Regions from separate parts of the Sus scrofa genome. Here region 1 is linked to region 2. The links are chromatin contacts, called in public Hi-C maps. All regions are on one chromosome and are shown on one strand. The core of a region is the stretch at or near the end of the contact, and the rest is flanking DNA. Distances in the headings are between cores, read along the strand shown.

Region 1 (3,085 bases), core at 437-2,936, 320 kb before region 2:
CAGAAAAGAGCTTCTCAGCCCGAGTCTGAAGCAGGAACTACGAGAACATTCTCAGCTTTTTCTCCCTGAACTTTCAGATTCTACTTGCGCTTGAAAGCATTTGAACAAATTTGTGGTTCTCTGGATCTTAATCTTTGGGATGTTTTCTTTTTCACTGTTTTTAGGAAAAAGTCTGCAATTCCTTACATTACCTGGAACATTTTCCTGCCCCCCCCCTTTATAATCAGCAGTTCGGCTAATGGAAACGTGCCGAGCCGAGACTTAGCTAGCGAGCAGATCCTCTCCTCTCCTTTATTTTTTTACCACGGGGGCACCTCTACATACTAACGACTTCAGGTTTTGCTCGCCATTTCGTTTCATCCCCCTCGCTCGGTTTCGGAGAGTGAGGGCGTGAAGTGGCTGCATCTAGAAAGGATAGAAAAACAAAGCTCCCTCTTGGCTGTTTTTTATGGGGGGGGGGTTAATACTGAAAAATTGCTAGACGCCGTAGTTGGTGTTTAAAGAAAAGTTAAATAAGTCAAAGAGATTGAAGGAAGGAACACGGAGAATGAGGAAAACGAATAAAAGCCTTCGGAGGAGCAGACAGGGGTGGGACGCAGCCTCTCCTGTTAAAGGTCCACCTTCATTCCCTTCGCTCGCGGACCCCGCGGACGGCCCTCCGCACCCGCACCCGCACCCGGAGGGGCTTTGCAACCAGAAAAGAGAAACCTCCCCGAAACTTGGGTGCGAGTTCTTTGCCCAGCGGCCGCGATCCCAGCCCAGCTCTCCTTTCGCTTCCCTGGGCACCGCGCGTGCGGGCCAGGATCCCGACCTCTGCGCGGGGAAGCGCTACCCCCGGCACCGGTAGCGAGCGCAGCGCCCAGAGCTCTAGCCCGAGCGGGTGCCAGGCCCCGGCCGGAGGCAGGCGCAGCCCCTCGGGGCGGCTCCGGTCCCCGGGCACGACCGCGTAGCTCCGGCCGCTCGCGCCGCCGCTCCCCGCCGGAGCCCGGCGGGCCAGGGGAGGAAAGTACAAAGGCGGGCGACCGGGCCGCGGAGGGAGGGCGGGCGGCGGGAGGGAGGAGGGGTGGCGGCGGGGGGTTCGGGCGCGCCAGACGCGAGGAGCTCGCCCCTGCCACCCCTGCCCGCCGGCCCGGCCGCCGCAACAAAAGACCCCCGGCCCGCCGCTCCCTCCCGACCACCGGCGGCAAGCGAGGGAGCCGCGCCCCCGGGGCTGCATTACCTGGTCGTAAAGGGTTAAGCAGTCCTGTCAGCCCCAAGTTCATGGTTTGGTTCCAGAGCAAGGCTCACGATGGGGGATCGTCAGAGACCAGGGGGAAAGCCAGCCAAACACACGAAGAGAAAACGCCCAACTCCGACCGGGCTCCGTCCGCGCGAGTCTCTCCTTTCCAGGTGAAAGTCTGAAAGCGGAGGCACGCCAACCAAATCCGTACGGGCGGCAGCTCCGGGGCGGCCGAGCGCCAGCGCCTGCACACATCCAGCGCGGCCGAGGCCAAGCGGGCGGCGGCGACGGGCGGGCGGCCGGGAGGGAGCGCCCAGCCGGCGCTCGCCCGCTGCCTCCGGGCGGCTCCGGCGGCGCGCGGGGCCGCGGGGCACGGCGGGGACCGGAGGGGCGTCCCGGGCGGGCCGGCGAGCGGGCGAGGCGGAGAGGAGCGGCCCGAGCCGCGGCCGCGGCGCGCGGAGCTAAGAGCGAGGCGGCGGCGGCGACAGGACAAAGGAGACCATGTGCGGAGGGGAGGAGGGAGAGGGAGGAGGAGGAGGAGGGCGCGCGGCGGCGGCGGCGGCGGCGGCGGCGGCTTCTCCCCGGCGGCCGCCTCGGGCTCCCCGACTGCCGCTCCCGCCTCTCCAGCAGCACCGCGGGCCGACCAGTCCCGGTCCCGGTCCCGCCGCCACCGCCGCGGCGCTGGAGGAGACGCTCTGGGAGTCTTTATTCGGAGCCGATCTCACTGGCGCGCGGCGCGGGCGGCGCTGCAGCGGCCGGGGCGCCGGGCGGGCTACGCGGGGCCGGCGGCGCCTCCCGGCCGGAGCTCGCGGGCGGACGGGCAGCGCCTAGGGCTGGCTCGGCTCCGGCCCGCGCTCCGCTCGCGGGCGCCTGCCTCTCCCGCCGGCTCGCCGCTCAAGTAAACTCCATCGGCCGCCGGCGCCGCGGGTTCCCTGGCTGGACGGGTGGCGGGAGGGGGCGGCGGCGGCACAGGGGCCCCTCGCTCCGGACTTCGCTCCCCGACTGCGCCGAGCGCGCCTCCTCCAGACGCTCGCAGCTCTCGGAGCGGGACTTCCTCGGCGCGCCGAGCCCGAGCCGCCGGTGCCGCCGCCCCTCCTCCGTCCCGCCCCGCGCGCCCCGCCCCTCGCCGCCCCTCCTCTCGGCCCCGGCGCCGGGTCGGCCCCGCGGGGGCGCAGTCCCCGGGCTCGGCCTCGACAGCTGTCGCTTCCCCCTCCCACCCCCGCGGCTCGGGCCCGAGGTCCCCACGGCCGCCTTCCCGGCGGGCGGGCGCGGCGGGCACTGCCGTGTCCTCCCCGCAGCTGCGGCTTCCACGACTGCGCCGCGGCAGGGAAAGGCCACTAGGCCCACAGGCTGGGGCTGTATTGCCACTAGGCCAGTCACATCTGCAGAGAGCCAGCTCTCAGGGTAGTTGTGATGAGAAATGAGAAAGTAAGTTATGGAAACCACCTGGCACATAGTAGGTGTTCAATAAGTACATTGTTGAAAATGGAGGCGGGGGGGGGGTGCGCAGCCAGAGTCTAGTATTCGAAGAAAGTACTTAATCCAACCTTATCCCCGCCTGGTCAAAGGCTGAACACAGCGGCTCAAGGATACCAGCGCATGAAGTGGCCGTTACAAGTGCCCCTCCCCTTAGTCCTCAAATCCACTGTCATTTATACACCTTCCATCCACAAATGTGGCGCTGGTTGTGACCGCCAGATGCAGGGAAAGGATTAAAGCAAAGCCACAGCCTCACTGAATGCACAATTACTATCATCCTAACATTTACCGTCATGTGTTCTCTAGCGCCCTGTGTAGCGCCTGCCCGAAAGGGGTGGCGGGGAGGGCGGAGGTGCTCAATGACCACAAACTTGGCCCCTAGTGGAT
Region 2 (3,285 bases), core at 267-2,766:
TTATCACCTGTGTATTAACAGCAACAACAAAATTATACAAATAGCTAGGAAAAGACTGAGACATCACGTATCCCAGAGTCTCTGTCCCTTTGGTTCTAAATGGGGCTAACTGGTCTCAGAGTTATGGAGATAATCTTTCTTGAAGTACCTGCCTCTCTCCGACCTAACAGGGGACACCTTCTTGCAGGTGACACCACTGCAGCTTACGGGTGTGGATGTCCATGTTTCCATACCCTGTAGAGTTCTGGGAAAACGTTCTTTAAGTATCACTGAATAAGTGTTAAATTAATAGAATCAGGAGCTATACAAAACATTCAGAATAATCTGTTCAGGGATATTTTACCTAAGACTTAGGATTTCACTGTTTTGGAATCCAGAATGTTGACAATTGTCTTCCTATAAAAAAAGAAACGCCAAACCTTTCTTTCTGATTGAAAAAAGAAAAATCAGAGAAAGAGCTACTATCCCGTCACATGTAAAGACAAGTACTCCAACTTCTTAAAGTGAATTTTCCTGGCCTGGAATACCAAAGAGCATGCTTATTTCTTAAGATGACAAGGAACGTTTTACTTTCCCTGGAAAGAAATATTTTAAAATTAGTTCCTAGTATGGTATTTCTGGATTTGAATTCTTATCTGAGACAGCATCTCCATGAGCTGTGTTGTTTGATTCTGCTCAGCCTTCCCAGACAAGGAAAGAAGGCTGGAAAGGGAGCGAAGGGAGAAACCAGGTAGAGAAAAGAAAGAAACAGGAGAAAGGAGAGCGAGGAGAGAGAGATTTGAGGACTGACTAGCTTTACTCCCCATGCTGGTCTGGTTTTTGCTTTATTGGAATTATTTCACCATCCTTAATTGTCATCAGTGTAAACACTTAATCTGCTGTTAAAAGAAACCATTCTTGCTGATGGAAGTAATAAATGACAGAGCCCTAGGAATGGAATCCTGAGGTCTGCATAAATCAGCATTTGTCATCTTTTCAAATGCTAAAAAATTTTTGTGGTTCCCGCATTTCCAGGAAAGGCTCAGTTGGGTTTCCATAATAATCACTTCATAGGCTCTAACTTTTCCCTTTGAATTGTCAGAAGGTTAAATCTACCCTAAATTAGAATTCTTTCAGGGTGTGTGGGTGTGCATGAGTGCATGCATGAACATATGTTTTATTTGTTTAGGCATATATCAATATACACTTACATGTATACACGCATGTGTCTATGTAAAGAAAAATGTACATATATATGTATGTATGTATGTGTGTGTGTGTATGTATATCTATATATATATACACACATATATAGTCCTCTTAAAGTTCTCTAATTTCAGCAATCTTCATTCTGAAGCTTCCAGAGCTGAAAGAGCTCAGGCAGGACCGAATCCTATTAACTCCGATGGGCAATGAGTCAAGCAGGGAGCATGCAGGTTATGCTGAGTTGGCTCACTTGGGCCTCTTCTCCCCTTTATGTTAGCACCAGCCTTACTTCTTTGGTGGATGACTGACCTCCTTGGACTGTATGATTCAGCCCTTTGCAGGTGTGACTGCACATTTCAAAGGGTGTCAGATTCTTCAGGGGGTGGTGATGACACCTCAGGAACCTAGTCATTATTTAGACAGGAGCCTGAAGACTGGAGCAGCCCAGGAATGCTCTGGAAAACAGCCATGGCCATAAGCACAGGCCCACAGATCAGGACGAGGCTTAAAGGAAAAGAGGCTGAGGCATAAGAAGCAAGGAACATTGGATCAAAAAACACAGTCTAACTAGTTTGCCTTAACACTGTTATCTGGCTTGATTTTCATGGATCTTTATTTGCACGGAGGGTTAGTTGATGGTAATATTAAACAAATCTGCTATATACCCATATTTTCCCCCCAGTGGGAATGAGAAGTAACAAACAGGAGGGCACTGAAAATGCAGTAAGGCCAAGGCCGGTTTGGGGAAGAGATTGATGTCTCGGGGGATGGGAGGACTATTTTGGAGAGCAAACATACTGCCCATCCTGAAAGCCAGCCTGAGACTCCAGAAAAGAGAAGTTCAGAGTCCACTGGTGACTATGAGCCCTTCACAGACACAGCCTTTAGGGAGAAGAAACATTCCAAGTGGCAACTCACTTGTCCTGGCTTGGCTCCCTCCTTTGTCTCGCTGGAGAGTGAGCCAGGGAAATGAAGTCAATGGTGGAAGAAAAGGAAAGGAGAAAAACCATTCCTAAGACTCAAAATCAGGCAAAATGACTCCCTACATCCAGTTTTCTTTGAATAAGTTGTGCGGGGGAAACAGGTACCACTGAGTGGGATCTGAAGTTTTACAAATGTGCACTTCTAATACTGCCATCACTTGAGATAAAGAGAAGAATAGATCGCCAAGGACCCATTTCAAGATATGTGCTTAATTTTCCTTTCTTCCCTTTAAAAGCCAATATTGGCACCCTTCCCTAAAGGGTTTTCTTTCGGAGAGTCAAGTGTCTCATTTATAAAATAAACAGTATTAACCACTGTTTTTTAGACAGAGACAGACTAACTGAACTTTTTATTTAAAGCTCAAAATCAAAATCATTAAAATTATGGGCCCCCCCCAAAAAAAGGCCCAACTTACAATATGCCTACAAAGACCTTCAAATACTTTAAGGACTATCACTTCCACACCCAAGTCTGAATTTCCACTTTTAAAAATCTAAGTAACGTTAGCACAATAGAGAAAACTTACTGTATTAATCTCTTATTGGAATTTGGGTCCAGATAACCTCATTTTAGAATGTCAAGCACCATACTTAAATTTGGAAGGAGAACGAGTTTCAACAACCCTTTGCATCTTAGAAATACAATGGAATACTACTTAGTCATAAAAAGAACAAAATAATGCCATTTGCAGCAACATGGATGGAACTAGAGACTCTCATACTGAGTGAAGTAAGTCAGAAAGAGAAAGACAAATACCATATGATACCCCTTATATCTGGAATCTAATATATGGCACAAATGATCCTCTCCATAGAAAAGAAAATCATGGACTTAGAGAATAGACTTGTGTTTGCCAAGGGGGAGGGGGAGGGGTGGATGGGGTTGCTTGGGGTTCATAGATACAGACTATTGCATTTGGAATGGATGAGCAATGAGATCATGCTGTGTAGCACTGGTATCTATGTCTAGTCACTTATGATGGAGCCTGATAATGTGAGAAAAAAGAATGTATACATGTATGTGTAACTGGGTCACCACACTGTACAGTAGAAAAAAGAAATGTATTGGGAAAATAACAATTGAATACAATTTTAAAAAAATAAACCTAAAAAAAAA

Evidence for each region. A called contact is a pair of places that touch in the nucleus more often than the background predicts.
Region 1: a Hi-C map of embryonic fibroblasts shows a contact between it and region 2, with 3 times the contacts expected there. The contact joins two enhancer-like sites. A contact is called at or near these places in 3 of 47 Hi-C or Micro-C datasets (embryonic fibroblasts and fibroblasts).

What each region holds. Positions count from the first base shown.
Region 1 is chr3:14,700,297-14,703,381 of Sscrofa11.1, reverse strand. The region is part of intron 5 of AUTS2 (AUTS2, activator of transcription and developmental regulator); the gene reads right to left. Among named protein-coding and RNA genes, the nearest start is that of GALNT17, 320 kb to the left of the region's middle. Within about 2 kb of position 1,686, at least 47 of the 83 cell types and tissues checked have an H3K27ac peak or open chromatin away from gene starts, as enhancers often do. A contact at or near this core is called in embryonic fibroblasts, where this site is marked.
Region 2 is chr3:14,379,627-14,382,911 of Sscrofa11.1, reverse strand. All of the region lies in intron 4 of AUTS2 (AUTS2, activator of transcription and developmental regulator), which reads right to left. Among named protein-coding and RNA genes, the nearest start is that of GALNT17, 650 kb to the left of the region's middle. Within about 2 kb of position 1,516, at least 9 of the 83 cell types and tissues checked have an H3K27ac peak or open chromatin away from gene starts, as enhancers often do. A contact at or near this core is called in embryonic fibroblasts, where this site is marked.